Regions from separate parts of the Mus musculus genome. Here region 1 is linked to region 2. A link is a contact called in public HiChIP or PLAC-seq data. All regions are on one chromosome and are shown on one strand. Each heading gives the region's core, a stretch centred on a gene start, on an enhancer-like site or on the middle of the called end of the contact. The rest is flanking DNA. Distances are from core to core; before and after follow the strand shown. Region 1 overlaps Trdn (triadin). Region 2 overlaps Trdn (triadin).

The links. HiChIP or PLAC-seq counts read pairs in DNA pulled down with a chosen protein or histone mark.
Region 1: a contact with region 2 is called in an H3K27ac HiChIP or PLAC-seq map of epiblast stem cells. The contact joins two enhancer-like sites. A contact is called at or near these places in 2 of 484 Hi-C or Micro-C datasets (differentiating embryonic stem cells and embryonic stem cells), 1 of 115 datasets of contacts at active chromatin or transcription factors (epiblast stem cells) and 1 of 9 other capture datasets (embryonic stem cells).

What each region holds. Positions count from the first base shown.
Region 1 is chr10:33,372,072-33,379,974 of GRCm38.p6, reverse strand. All of the region lies in intron 21 of Trdn (triadin), which reads right to left. Among named protein-coding and RNA genes, the nearest start is that of D830005E20Rik, 120 kb to the right of the region's middle. Within about 2 kb of position 4,179, at least 13 of the 459 cell types and tissues checked have an H3K27ac peak or open chromatin away from gene starts, as enhancers often do. A contact at or near this core is called in differentiating embryonic stem cells and epiblast stem cells, where this site is marked.
Region 2 is chr10:33,190,237-33,197,708 of GRCm38.p6, reverse strand. Trdn (triadin) reads right to left here. Exons shown (of 38, transcript NM_029726.2): 8 at 1,584-1,760. Among named protein-coding and RNA genes, the nearest start is that of D830005E20Rik, 62 kb to the left of the region's middle. Within about 2 kb of position 1,583, at least 13 of the 459 cell types and tissues checked have an H3K27ac peak or open chromatin away from gene starts, as enhancers often do. A contact at or near this core is called in differentiating embryonic stem cells and epiblast stem cells, where this site is marked.

The sequences.
Region 1 (7,903 bases), core at 2,930-5,429, 180 kb before region 2:
TGGGAAGCTGGCTCGTGAAGCAAAGAGTTCCAAGGAAACTCTCTTCCTGGAGTCTGGCACTCTCTTCCTAATCTATATAAACCACAAAATCAATTTTCTACTCCCGCGTTAGTCTAGTGTATGGATCCACGTGCTCTCTATTTAGTATTACCTTATTGTAAATGCCTTTTAAGATTGTATCCTGAATTAGCTAAAGCCTCTCCCAGTGTTCCAAGATCCCAGATAGCAGCAAGGAGCTTAACCTATTCAGTAACTAATTAAGCACTGCAATAAATCAAAGCCATTAACTCAGTTGTCTACAGTAAGAGACTAAAATTCTCACTGAGATAAAAATTTTATTACAGACTACATTCCATACCAAGAGTGAGTTTATATACTATCCTAATAATGAGGATTCTCCAGACAGGATAAAATTTAACAAGGCCTAGAGAATTTCGGTGTCAGTGACACTACATTATTCTTGAAGCTTGTCAAGAGTTAATAACCCCCTGGTGCTATTAACACTAAAGTGTAAAACTCTTGCTTGGCACAGGGCTGATCCGAGGCAGAGGCGCTAATCTCTAGTGTAAACATTTATCTGGTTCCTTTTGAAGTCACTCCTCTTGCATCTGGAAAACTTCAATATACCTTGCCTGTTATGATTTACAATTTATGATATTCGCTGTAATATAATTAGTCTAAAGCTCGATCAGAAGATTACATTCAGATTCTGCACAACCTCTCCTGTGTATGTCTGTTTGTCAAATTCATCCGACTCTTTGTCCACCTGCTCAAGAGACTTGTTTCACGCAGACAAAGGGGGGCCAGAGGGTCTGCGGCACTCCTGTTCATGAGATCTGTACTGTAGCAGTTTATATACACATGCATACCTCATATCTCTATTGGAAAGAACTGATTTTTCTTCTCTTAGTAGATATAACTGATAGTTCAGTTGTTAACTGTTCCCTTAGTGTCTAGGTTTTCCTTCCTTTCTTCCTTCCTTCCTTCCTTCCTTCCTTCCTTCCTTCCTTCCTTCTTTCATTCCTTCCCCAACTTTTAAAAAATAGAAATAAAAACTGTCAAATCAGGGTTGGACAAGACAGCATCAAGGGTAAGAAATGGTCAAAAAAATCCAAAGAAACAAGTCAATCATTTATTATTCAATCCAATCAATCAATCAATCAATCAATTAATCAGCCAGTCAACATATATTGTTTCACAGTGTGTTGGCACATGTAACTTTTTAATGTCCTACACTATTTCTAATTAAATATATCCATAATTTACCTTTATTTCTCATCTGCTTTCATAAAGAGAACTAATAGATATTATATACTTTCTCATAGTATTCTTTTCTTGTGTTTTCTTCCTGTTTTTGATAATGGCTTCTTATCTCACCTAATATATAATGATTATGGTGTTTTCTTTTTTTTTTTTTTTTTTTCATCCTTTGCCAGAGCAGCAGGTGCTCTTTTTTTTTTTTTTTTTTTTTAAAGATTTATTTATTTATTATATGTAAGTACACTGTAGTTGTCTTCAGATACACCAGAAGAGGGCACCAGATCTCATTACGGGTGGTTGTGAGCCACCATGTGGTTGCTGGGATTTGAACTTCAGACCTTCGGAAGAGCAGTCGGGTGCCCTTACCCACTGAGCCATCTCACCAGCCCCGATTATGGTGTTTTCTTTCCATACTCTTCTCAGTTCTTTCCCATTTCTCCTTCCATCTGGATCCACTCTTTTTCTCTTTCTTTCATTAGAAAATAACAGACTTCTAAAAATAATACTAATAAATATAACAAAATAAAATGTAAAACAAACAATATTACACTGAAGATGGACAGAATAAACCAGCAAAATAAAGAAAGCCTAATAAAAGATACAAGAATCAGAGACCTACTCAATAGCACCTTTTAAAAACATTAAATTGTAAGTCATAATCTATGTGCCAATGACCTGCTGCAGACCCACACAGGCCCCGTGCAAACTTCCTCAGTCTGTGTGTTCACATAAATTTTGCTTATGTTGATTTTTCTTGTTGTATTGGTGTCTTCCATTCCTCCTGGTTCTTAAACTCTTCAGGGTCTTTCCTTGAACTCTGTAAGGAGGAATTTGATGGATATGTCTCATTTAGGACTGAGCCTTCGAAGGTCTCTTACTTTATGCCTAATGTCTGTCTGTGGATCTCTGTATTTGTTTCTATCTGCTGCAGAAGGAAGCTTTTTTGATGATGGGTGAATTAAAAACTGATCCATGTGAATATCATTAGGAGTCATTTTATCACTGCATTTTTTCTTTCTTTTCTTTCTTTCCTTTCTTTTCTTTCCTTTCTTTCCTTTCTTTCTTTCTTTCTTTCTTTCTTTCTTTCTTTCTTTCTTTCTTTCTTTCTTTCTTTCTTTCTATTTTGGACCAGACTTATTTGGTTTTACCATATGACCCTGGGCTATATAGTCTCAGGTTCTTGTTCACCTAAGCAGTGGCAGGAATGGTTTCCATCTCTTAGGGTGAGCCTCGAGTCAAATTAGTTATTGGTTGGTTACTCCCAATAACAATGTGCCACCATTTCCCCAGCATATCTTGTAGGCAGTACACTGTTGTAGATAAAGTATTTGTGGGTGGCTTGATATTTACACTTCTCTTTTAAAAGCATCTTCAGTACCAAAGACAATGGGAAGTAGGAGATAGAGATTTATGTAGGCATCACCTCAACATCTTTATGCTTAATGAGTTGTCTGGGTATTATCTTAAACAATGAGCACTTTCAGTTTGTATAGAGCAATCTATAAACTTGGCAACATTCTGAGTTTGGGGGATTCATGTTGAGACTCTTTGGCCAACAACTTAATTAGATGTAACCCAATCCCAGTACTGGAAGTTTCATTTGGTGACAAGAAATGTCCAGTTGAGAATCATTCTCCTCCATTATTTGGTGATCGCATTTATATTTGCTTCATGTGTATATATTTTAGAAAGCTTCTAATGAATTAAGCCTCCACACTACCCCTCAATAGATACCTTTTAGCTGTCTCTCCCTGTATTCCATACAACTCATATCCTCCCCATTTGATCCTCCTAGTCTAGTCTCCGTTCATCCATAATTATCTGTTTTATTTTCCTATCTGTTCCCTTTACTTTCTTTCTCTATATCTATCCTGTTATTCTACAGATTGTAGATTGAATATTATTAAATTGGCAGCCATTATCTTCACATAAGTGAATGCATATGACATTCATCTTTTCGAGTCTGGTATACCTCACTCTGGAAGTTTTCCATCTGGTTCCATCCATTTGCCTACAGATTTCATGATGTAATTTTTTTAGCAATACTCAATTGTGCAAATATATTATTTTTTTATTCATTCCTCTGTTGAGTGACATCTAGCTTATTTGCAAATTCTGGTTATTGTGAATAGAGCAGCAATCAACATGGTTGTACAAGTGTCTCTATGGTAGGATGAAGCAGCTACCACAAGAGTCGTATAGGTGAATCTTGAGGTAGATTAATTCCCATCTTTCTGAGGAATCACCATACTAATTTTCATAGTGGGTGTGGTGTACAACTTTGCACTCCCACCAGCAAAGGATGAGTGTTCCTCTTATACCACATTCTATCCAGAATGAGCTGTCACTGTTTTTTGTTAATTTTAGCCATTCTCATTATGTGAGATGAATATTCAAAGTGCTTTTGATTTGCTTTTCCCTGAGAAAATAGAAGTTGACCATTGTTTTACTCTTTTTTTAATTAGATGTTTTGCTACATCCACTCCAGTGAAGTCTGTTTGACAGGTCGAGAGGCCTGGAAGCACTCACCAGGCAAAGAGTTTCAAGGAAACTCAACCTCCTGGAACCTTGGCATTCTCATAACCCATATACTCATACCCTATCCCCACGTTACTCTGGTATATGGATCCACATGCTCTCTTTCAGTATTGTTTTATTATAAATGCCTTCAAAGAAAGAATTCTGACATAGGTAAGGGTCCACCAGTGTTCAATGTACTAGAAAATCCTTGAAGCTCATGAGCTTGGAATTCAGTAGGAATTCAGTAAGAATGTTGCCTATTCAGTAACATTCAAATTTACTTCTAGTAGAGACAGTGAAACTAATTAGGCATTACAAAGAACTGAGCTAGAATATCTCAGGGCTAGTCTGCAGAGTGAGTACTTAGGACAGTAGCCAGTCTCACCCAAACAAAGGAATACACAATGGCCTAGTGAATGGGTAGGTTTACCATAAAAGAGTTAGGGAATCCCCCTGGGACAGATTTCTTCCCTAGGCCCAAAGAAACAGCATAAATCAGGCATTTACTAAGAACCCCTGGTGGTGGGCTTAACAATAGACTAGCATTTACTTAGTGGTAAATAGGACCTGGCCCCAGCCATCTTTTGATGTTTACATTCCTTTTGTATTGTGTCACTGTAACTCAGCTGATGAGTCTCTCCTTGTTTCTTGTTACTCTTCTGTATAAAAAATTTGATGCTCGATTTGAAAAATTACACTCAAATTCAACACGTTCTCTCATGTAGTATTTGGTTGTCATTCGCTGATTCCTTGCCCACCTGAAACTAGAGACCCGTTCCATGAAGATAGGAGACCCAAAAAAGGGGTAAGTCTCCAGCAATGTTTCTTGGTTTACATTTTAAATGCTATCCCCTTTCTTAGTTTCCTCTCTGAAATTCCCCTATACCCTCCCCCCTCCCCTGCTCCCCACCCACCCACTCCCACTGGCTGGCATTATCCTATACTGGGGCATGGAATCTTCACAAGACCATTTTAAAAAGTGTTTCTTAGATATTTTAAGTTTCCTCTATTGAGAATTTTGTTTAGAGTTGTTCTTCATTTTATAATAGGGCTACTTTCTTTAAATGTAGCTTCTTGTGTGCTTTATATGTTTTGGATGTTACCTACTATCAGATGTGTATTTGGTGAAAATCATTTTCCATTTTCTAGACTGCTGCTTTGTCCAATTGATACATCCTTTGCCATGTGGATTCTTCTAAGTTTCACGAGGTCTATTTAATAATTGATTATCTTAGTATCTATGCAAACCTATTCTGCTAAAAAAATTTAAAAAAAAAAGTTCTGTTCTTCTGTGCCAGTGAGCTCAAAGCTTGTTCCCATTTTTTTCATCTATTAGATTGAGTGTATATGGATTTATGTCTTTTATCCATTTAGAGTTCATTTATATGCAACCATCCAGGTTGGCCATCATTATTCATTGAATATACTCCTTCCTTCCAGAATGTATATGGCCTTCATATGAAAAATGAGGTGTCCATTGGTATATGGATTTCCATCTGGGTCTTGCATTCAGTTCCACTTATCAGTGTGTCTGATTTCCTGCTATTACACCTTTTTTAAAGCATGCTTTTTAGTGTAATTTGAAATTAGAGATGGTAATGCCTCCCATAGTTCTTTTATTATTCAGTATTGTTTTAGGTATATGGGGTTTTTGTGTTTTCATGTGAACCTAAAAATTTCCATGATTTGTGAAAATTTTGTTAGAATTTTAATAAGAATTTCAATGAAACTGTAGATTGCTTCTGGTATGATGACAATTTGAGGACTTGAGATCCTTCTATCTGCAGATATCTTCTTTCATTTATTTCACAGAGACTTGAAGTGTTTTCATCATACAAGTCTTTTACTTGTTTGTTTAGAGATACTCCCAAGAAACTTTATATTATTCAAGGCTATTGTGAAAGGTGTTATTTCCCTGATTTTCTTTTTTTGTTTGTTTTGGGTTTTTTTGTTTTTTTGGTTTTTTTTTTGTTTGTTTTTGTTTTGCTTTGTTTTGGTTTTTTTCGAGACAGGGTTTCTCTGTATAGCCCTGGCTGTCCTGGAACTCATTCTGTAGACCAGCCTGACCTTGAACTCAGAAATCTGCCTGCCTCTGCCTCCTAAGACACCTGGCTTCCCCCCACCCCCCGATTTTCGTTTGAGAATGTTTGTCATTTGTATATAGGAGGGCTACTGATATTTATTAGTTTGTTTTGTATCCAGAACCTTGCTGAATTTATTTGCTGTAGGAGTGTCCTGGCAGAACTTTTTGGCTCAGTTATGTATACAATCATATTCCAATCTTCCTTCTGTTCATAATATTAATTCAATACAATTTTGATGAAAGAATGTGGTACAAACTGACAAACTAGTAGTAATTCATTATTACATTCTTGCATAAGTAGTTACCTAATAATGGTTACATTGCTTACAGCCTTCTTCCTCCAGAGACAATATTTTTTTTGGCATTCTTTATTATTTTATTTTTTATATAATGAGTATGATATGTGCAATACAACTTATGTCATTATAACAGAACCTCATGCTTGAATTTGTGTTTTCAGGAATTTCATTTACTTTATTCAATATCTACTAGTATGTTTTTTTTTTTGTTTTCCTTTGAAATTAATTATAAGTGAAATATACCCAAATATTTTAGATATTAGGATTTTGATCAGATTATTTCCAGAATTGCCATTTATCCATTTGGAGTTCATTTCTATTCAGTGTGATAAGTATGAATGTAGTTAGTTAGATTCTTCTACAAGCACCATTCAGGTTGACCAGCATTGAGGATTCTCTTTTTTCCAATATATATATATGACCTTCATATGATGAGGTGTCCATTTTTATGTGGATTTCTATACCATGCTTTGTGTGCCTAAGCAAGAAGATAACTTTTGGAAGTAGAAAGCCTTTTTCCATCTTTACACAGGTTGAGGGGGTAAAACTCAGGTCTTCAAGCTTTCATAGAAATCCCCTTTATCCACAAAGCCATCTTGCAGGCCTTACAATATTTTTAAACTATTTTTATTTTGGAATCTGAATCTGACTTTGATACTTGTATTTCCCGTAGACTGTTCTTGGATCAATAATTCAGGATATTCTTTGGCATTTATGGAAAATATGAATGATTTAGATATAGGATATTTGTCTTTAAATTGAGAATTATATAATGTCATAGCTTTCTCATAAAATGAAATGAGAATTCATGAGATGATTAATAAAATAATTGATCTATAAAAGTAGCTAGAATAAGACTACCCAATGTCACAAAAGAAGTGACTAATAAGAATAGGCTAATGACAATTTCATTTTGAGGTAGCTTTATATTGAATTAGTATTTTACAACTATCAAAAAATTCCATAATTTTTTTCTTATAATCCATAAATCAAAAGTTCTAGTTCAGTAATTTTTCTCCATAAATATTATTTTCAGAGCTTTTGATGAGAATATAAAGCTGTTGGCGACTAATTATCCTTTATTTCAATTAAAAATCAAATGAATAAAATCAAAAGTTTCAAACTATAATGCTAAAAACCTTTCCTTTGAGCAAGATTTTGCCAATACAAGCTTGCACAGGAAACTGTGAATTGATTCTAAACATTTCAAGAAATCTCTAACAACCTTAGTCTATCAGTCTACCCAAAAGTAAAGTAAGAATACATTTTTTATGCTAGGAATCATACTAGTCCTTGACATACCTTAAAATGTGTAATTTCGTTATTCCAGATGAATTTGCAAATTGCCACAACTCTGTGAAGAATTGAGTTAGAGTTTTTATGGGGATTGCATTGAATCTATAGATTGCTTTCAGCAAGATTTTTACTATAATTAATCCTGCCAATCTATGAGTATGGGAGATTTTTCAGTCTTCTGAGATCTTCAATTTCTTTCTTCAGGTTTGAAGTTCTTATCATACAGATACTTTACTTCTTTAGTTAAAGTCACACCGTTTTAAAGGGTGTTATTTCCCTAATACTATTCTCAACAATAAAAGAATTTGTGATAGAATCACCATCCCCAAACTCAAGTTGTACTACAGAGAAATTGTGATTAAAAACTGCATGGTAGTGGTACAGTGACAGACAGGTAGATCAATGGAATAGAATTGAAGACCCAGAAATGAACCCACACACCTAT
Region 2 (7,472 bases), core at 334-2,833:
CATTAATTGATGTGTTCATTAGTTTCATGTTACAATTTTCTTCCTTAAAGGGTGATCTGAATTTCATAGTATTTTAGAATCCAACTATCCACATAGTGAATTTTCCTGATTTGTATCACAGTGAAATGGTCATTTAAGTTATTTCTCATTATTATATCCTTTTATAGCATACACATTCATATGTAAAATTATTTTAAGAGATAATACTTTATATTTTCAATGTTCAAGATCCTGTAATCATCTTGAAAACAATATGTTCAAATTTCCAAATGTTTTAATCTGGAGAAGTATCTGTAAAATTAGATTGAAATGAATGAAATTTACATAAAGTTTATCACCCACACAAAAAAAAAAAAAAAGAAAAGAAAAAAAGTACTCCCTTATTTTCTTGTTTCTATACATGCACCTTTTCTTGTTTCTATACATGCACCTTTTGTTTCATAAATTAAAGTTTACATGCATTATGTACATATCAAAACTTATAAGCATTGTGATGTTGAAAAATAAGATAAAAATACAAAGAATGTGTAATTAATATTATGTAGTTTGTAAGAGAAAAAATGTTTCCAGTTTTACTATTAAAATAGTCTTCTTAGTAAAAAGTTTTAAAGTCACAATAAAGTTGTATAGACACCAATTTGTCCATTTTGGGTTTTTTTGTTTGTTTTGTTTTGTTTTGTTTTTGTCCATTTTAGTTTTGAAAAAAATTATTCAATTGCTTTTAGAGTCAAGGAAATTGTTATTTTGTAACATTCATAAGAAAAGGTACAACTTTCTCAGGAACAGATCACACAGAGCAGACCTTGTGTTCTATATGTGAAGATCTGGATTTGTAGTAACCATTGATTTGGGGATAGAAAACCCAAAAAGGTACCCTAGTGGTGGGACAAAGAGGCCCTTTGTGACCATTTTAAATTCACACAGCACCTTTCTGTAAAAAATTTCCTCTCTGTAAATGGTCTATATCTGAGAAGTGAGTTAATACACCATAGTTGGTGAAAAGAACATCTGTCTTATGCAAACTATCCTAAAGTTAATTTTTTTAAGAAGACTAAAAAATTGCCCAACAATTCTTTATCATATAAGAGGTTTTCTACCACAATGAAATGAATTTATAGTTTAATGTGCATATTCTGAATGGTATCATTGCAGCAGTATCGAGGAAGTAATATTTTTATTTTATTTTTTCCTGTATGATTTGTGCATTGACTCCTGGAGCAACTCCTGAAGAGATGCTGTTGTTGTCAATTTTTAAAACTATCTTTTCCAGAGTCTAACCCATACAACTATTTAACTGTTCTGCCAAATCCTCAAGATTTCAGCGTTCAGCCCCAAACTTAAATAACTCCAAGTGATCACTCAACACTCTTTAAAACACTTGAAAATGCATCTAGCTATTTGAATACATTTTATTATTTTAGTATGTTAATACCCAATGGTAGTACTTCCTTTCAGGCTTGTTGGCTTGGATCTCTTTTTACCCCATCTGAGGTTTAATTTTAGTCTTTTCAGTTGACTGCATCTGCTTCTTGCCCATTATTCTCTTTGGACCTCCTGCTGTCTCCTCCTCCTGGAATGTTTACCTTTCTGCTCATGCACAGCTGGCATCTCTTTGTCATCCTTCTTTCTGGCCTTTGGTGGTGTTTTCGGAGTTTCTTTGGCTTTTGCAGCTGTTGGTTTCACTTTCTCCTGTTTTCCAACTTTCATTTCCTTCTTAGCCTTTTCTTCAGTCTTTTCCTTAGTCTTAATTTTCTTGTCCTCTACAAGAAGTTAAGACAGTTATTTTTCTTCACTCACATAATTCTTCAAGTCTTATTCAAGTCCCATTTTAAAAGGCAAACAAGATAATCAATAGAAAATAAGTGTCCTATAAATACTATTGACAATACTAGGGTACTATAAGTTTATGAATATGTTGTATTTGACATACAAGTCATGGACAGGTGAGGAGACTGATGAGGATTTCTGTTGTGGTTACAGTTTGTTTGGATTTTGGCTTTGATAATCAAGAGCTTAAGCTGTCCACAATGATTCATTTGCTTGTGACTGGGAATTTTTAATAAGAAAAATGTCTTCACTAAAGAGCCTAGTTAAAGAATTTTCTTTTAAAGGAATGTGATCATTTTGTTCTATAATAGAAAAATCTTAAGTATTACTCAAAAATAATACAATATAATATTTTAAAGAAGATAAATGCAAACAATACAAATGAAACATTACCTGCATGGTACTGTATAACAAGATGAGACTGATGATACTTACCGGAGACCAACTGACAGACAGACATCCCTATCATGATATTTATTAGAAACTGACAGACAGACATCCCTAATGACTAGGCCTGCAAAGATTGATAATACAGAAACAGATACACTCTCTTACATATCAAAGCCAGAGATCATATTCCCAAATGTTTGTAAAACTTTTAAAATGTACTAGCAAAAAGTACTAGCAAGTAAAATGTAGAATGTGCATTCTATTCAAAACACATTAACTTAATAGGAATTTTTGAAGAGTGAACTGGCTCACAAATAAATCATTCTGTGGATTGTTCTTTCATATTTTTTAAATCACTGATAGTACGATTCAATTAGTTCTAATGGGAATTGCATATTTGACATCTTCTGTATGTGGGATCATATATTTAACATAGATTTGACACACAATGAAGAGATTTGTCTGGACACTTCCAATACATTGTAGATATTATTGACACACATGTTAAAGAGTTTGATGAAAATACTGGCCTCTGTTTACTTTGCTTTGATGTAAAGCTTGTATCTGCCAACACTTTTATTAAGACGTGACCTTTATTATCTATTGTATATTTTGTATTGTACAAGATTGTTTTCTTATTAGTTTCCCCTACCAGGCTGGGAACAACTTGAGTTCAGGAACTCAGTTTTTAGTTTTCTATTACCATTGTGTTCAGTACAATGTTTATTTTCAGAGAATATAGAACTAGTGAATCTGACTTTTGGTATAGCATTGGAAATGTAAATGAGCTAAATACCTAATAAAAAATGGAAAAAAAAAGAACTAGTGAATCTGAATTAAATAAGAGTAAATGGTTCGCTACCTGTGTGTCATTTATATGATGTAGCAATATGTACTCTGCACATGTAAATAAAATGTTTAGAATAAACATGCCTATATTTTGAAATTTTACTAGCTTTTTTTATGCTGTTTGCTTGCTTATGTCTGTGTGAAATTGTTATTGTAGCTATCTTAAATGCCATCTAACTTTGCAGTTCAAAATTGATTTTACCTCTATTTTGATTTTACCTCTATTTTGATTTTACCCCTATCTTGTTACTGTAGAATTAAAGATTAGTGAAAATCTGATCTGTTTTAATGCTATTGAATTTTATAACTAACAAAGTCAATTCTCTTAGAGATAGGACAACACATTTCACAGAAGCATTACAATAACGTTTTATATAAAACTGAAGGCTTCCCTTCTTCTACTGTCAACTCCTTAAAACAAGTAAATTTGCCTTTAACTAGAAAACAGCAGGGTTGTTCAAGAACCAGGCAGAATTTGGGTTCACACGTCTTGACTTCTTATCCCATTTTCTTTTCTTTCCTCTCTGTTATTTTGTGAACTACAAAAGATGGGCACCATGTGTAGAGGGTCTAATATAAGCACCAGGAACAGGATGAGAATGAATCTCCATGTTTCTTGCAAAAAGAATTTCTAGGATGGTCTGGAAAAATACTGCCCTTGAACACACTGTATTTTATACAGAACAGAAAACACACTGTGTCATGTGAAAGTGCCAGCAGGAGACACAGTGTTCTAAAGGAGTTCATTTTAGTTTCTAACTCAAATGTTACCTGCTTAGCTTGTGCCTTTCTAATCTTATTTTATATTCTTAGAAACCCACATATCATATAAAAAATACTATCAGGAGCCATTATGGGACAAGCTAATAACTAGCAGGTGATGAACTTGAAGTGGCCTGCTTCAGATTATTATACAATCTGCGACAGGTGAGCCCTCATTAAACAAGACTGTGAGGGACTCATTTTAGAAAAGGTTCCTGCTATTAATATGCTTTTCCTGTTGTTATTAAACATATATAACAATCACTAAGTAGTAGCACACCCCTTTGGAACAGATGTCTGCAGATCCATGAAGATGTACTATCTTGTAGTGATGGTATATAGACAAATAGATGACTTAAGTCTTAATGATGATCCTACAAGAATTCCTAAAATTATATCTGTGATTACTAAGCTCTTTTATAATCAGACTGCTATTAGGTCCTTTTCTGATAATCAAAGCTGCAATGAGAACTATGCCAGTCTCTCAAGTGTCACCGTTTATTTGCTCTTAAATGGTAACCAGACTTTCTCCTACTCAGAGCATATTTCAAGAGGTTGTAAAACAATTAACCAAAGGTCATAAAAAAGGAATTAATGATTTATTATAGGTGATAGGACAGAAGATAAAATATCAACTGGGTTTATCTATACAAAACTTCACTAATAACTTAGTTATGGTTTTAAACCTTCAGTGAACCTGTGGAGCTGAGAGAGGTGATGGATTTTTAGCTAGATAATTACTCCTAATGGATATGCATGTCAACATTTGCTGTTTTAAACTTCTATTTCAATTTATGATTTGATTTTTGTCTGGACTTGTGATGAGCTTTGTAACATGTGGTCATGTATTCTGAAAGATATAGAAGTACTGAGGACAAAGATATGAAGGGAGATAATAGAGGAGACTTTTTTGCCTTTCCCTACTTAGACTAGATTCTTTTCCCTCTTCCCACATAGAGAATTTTCCCCTTTCCCCACTTAGGATCTTTCTGCTTTTCCCCTTAGATAGCTTTCATATGAAACTTTTTTACAACTTGGTAATAAATTCTATAATCACTTCTTTAAGTGTCTTCTCTTCGTGAGACTTTACACTAGCAGGCTGAGAGTTAGAGCCCAGCAGTTCCTTCTGAGATAGAACAAAGGCTATTTACTTAATCCTTTGTGGCTTGAGAAAGAGGAGCTAAGTGCTAGAAATTATAGTTTCTGGCCCAGAGGATCACAAAAGGCAGGTCAGCTAGAATAGCATAGTACTTTAGGCTCAGATAAGAAAACTTTTTATTATACAGCAACCCTAAATATCTCGACAAAGTCCTACCCTCCACCTAAGCTATTCCCCTGCTGCTGCCTCAAGAAGAATAGACGAGAAAGAAAAACATCCCATGCCGGGGCTGGCCCCCGGCCAAAAATCATGTATTCATCTGCCATTCCTAATATAACCTATATAGATAGATTAAATAAAAACACACCTGAGAGCATTATATAAGTGTAAAATGTATATAATTTGTTTACATATATCTGTCAGTATTAACATATATAAATAGGAAGCATTGGTACTGGACAGACTTAAGATGACTTCCAACAGCTCCTACCTTCTACTCGCCTCCATTTTTTCTTAATTTTTTAAATCATTTAAATGGTGTTATACATCAAACATATTAATAATATTGAGAATTTTGAAAATCAAATAATATATAAAAATTTGTTCAACTTTTATATTCATATCCTTTCATACCCTAAAATGTCATTAATGAATATTTAATACTATCCATAACTGAGAACCTTATATCTAATGTTGAATACTAAATTGTTTGAAAACGTACAAAATGTTCTTTGGGAATTAAGCATAATAAAAGAGCATAAAATATTGAAAATGAATCATTAAGAAATATATTCAAAAGCCCTTATATGATACCATCTGACACAGTGAAAGAATATTTAAAATGCATTATATACCTGTGCACATTGTCTAACAATCAGTTTACATAAAAAGATTATCAGTGTTTCTAGAAGAGGAATTATTTTATCAATAAGTATATTTTAAAAATTTCAAAATACCAAAACGCGTTGAAGTTAAACATTAAAAAAAAACAACTAATTTCAAGCACAGTGAAAACATTTTCAGTAATATTTCTATGATGTTTGTAGAACATAATTTTAAAATTTTCAACTGATAATATTCAACAGACAGAATACTTATTTTAAGATGTATTTCATTGTTGTATTGCTTTTTATTTCTGATTTTATTAATTTGGATGCTGTCTCTGTACCCTCTGTTTAGTCTGGCTAAGGGTTTATTTATCTTGCTGATTTTCTCAAAGAACCAGCTACTGGTTTTGTTGATTTTTTTTTTTTTTGTATAGTTCTTTTTGGATGATTTCAGTCCTGAGTTTGATTATTTCCTGCCTCTACTCCTCTTGGGTGTATTTGCTTATTTTTATTCTAGAGCTTTCAAGTGTGCTGTCAAGCTGCTAATGTATGTTTTCTCCAATTTCTTTTTGGAGGCACTTAGAGCTATGAGTTTTTCTCTTACCACTGCTTTCATTGTACCCTATAAGTTTTGGTATGACATGTCCTCATTTTCATTAAATTCTAAAAAGCCTTTAATTTCTTTCATTATTTCTTCCTTGTCCAAGTTATCATTGAGTAGAGTGTTGTTCAGCTTCCATGTCTATGTGTGCTTCCCATTGTTTTTGTTCATATTTAAGACAAACCTTACTCCATGGTGATCTGATAGGGTGCATGGGATTATTTCAATGTTCTTGTATCTGCTAAAGTCTGTTTTGTGACCAAGTATATGGTCAATTTTGGAGAAGGTACCATGAGGTGCTGAGAAGAAGGTATATGGATGAAATGTTTTTAAAATATCTGTTAGATTTATTTGGCTGATAGCTTCTGTAAGATTCACTGTGCTAGCCCAGGCAAAACTCTTAATTACCATACACGGAGAAAACAAGATATTCTATGAAAAAAAAAACAAATTTACACATATTTTTTCATAAAATCCAGCCCTACAAAGGATAATAGATGGAAAACACCAACGCAAGGAAGGAAACGACACCTGAGAAAAGGCAAGAAAGTAATCTTTCAACAACCCCCCAAAAATGATAGCCACACAAACATAACTCCACCTCTAACAACAAAACTAGCAGGAAGTAACAATCACTTTTCCTAACTATCTCTTAACACCAATTGACTCAATTCCCCCAATAAAAAGACACAGACTAACAGACTGGATACATAAACAGGACCCAGCATTTTGCTGCATACAGGAAACACACCTCAGTGACAAAAACAGACACTACTTCAGAGTAAAGGGGTGGAACACAATTTTCCAAGCAAATGGTCCCAGGAGACAAGCTGGAGTAGCCATTCTAATATTGAATAAAATCAACTTTCAACCAAAACTTATCAAAAAAGATAGGAAGGACATTTCATACTGGTCAAAGGAAAAATCTACCAAGAAGAACTCTCAATTCTGAATCTATGATCCAAATGCAAGGGCATGGACATTCATAAAATAAACTTTCTCAAAGCTCAAAGCACACATCATATCCTACACAATAATAGTGGGAGACATCAACACTCCACTGTACCAATGGACATAACCTACCTTCTTCTCTTAGCGAATTATGACTAGTCTTGTA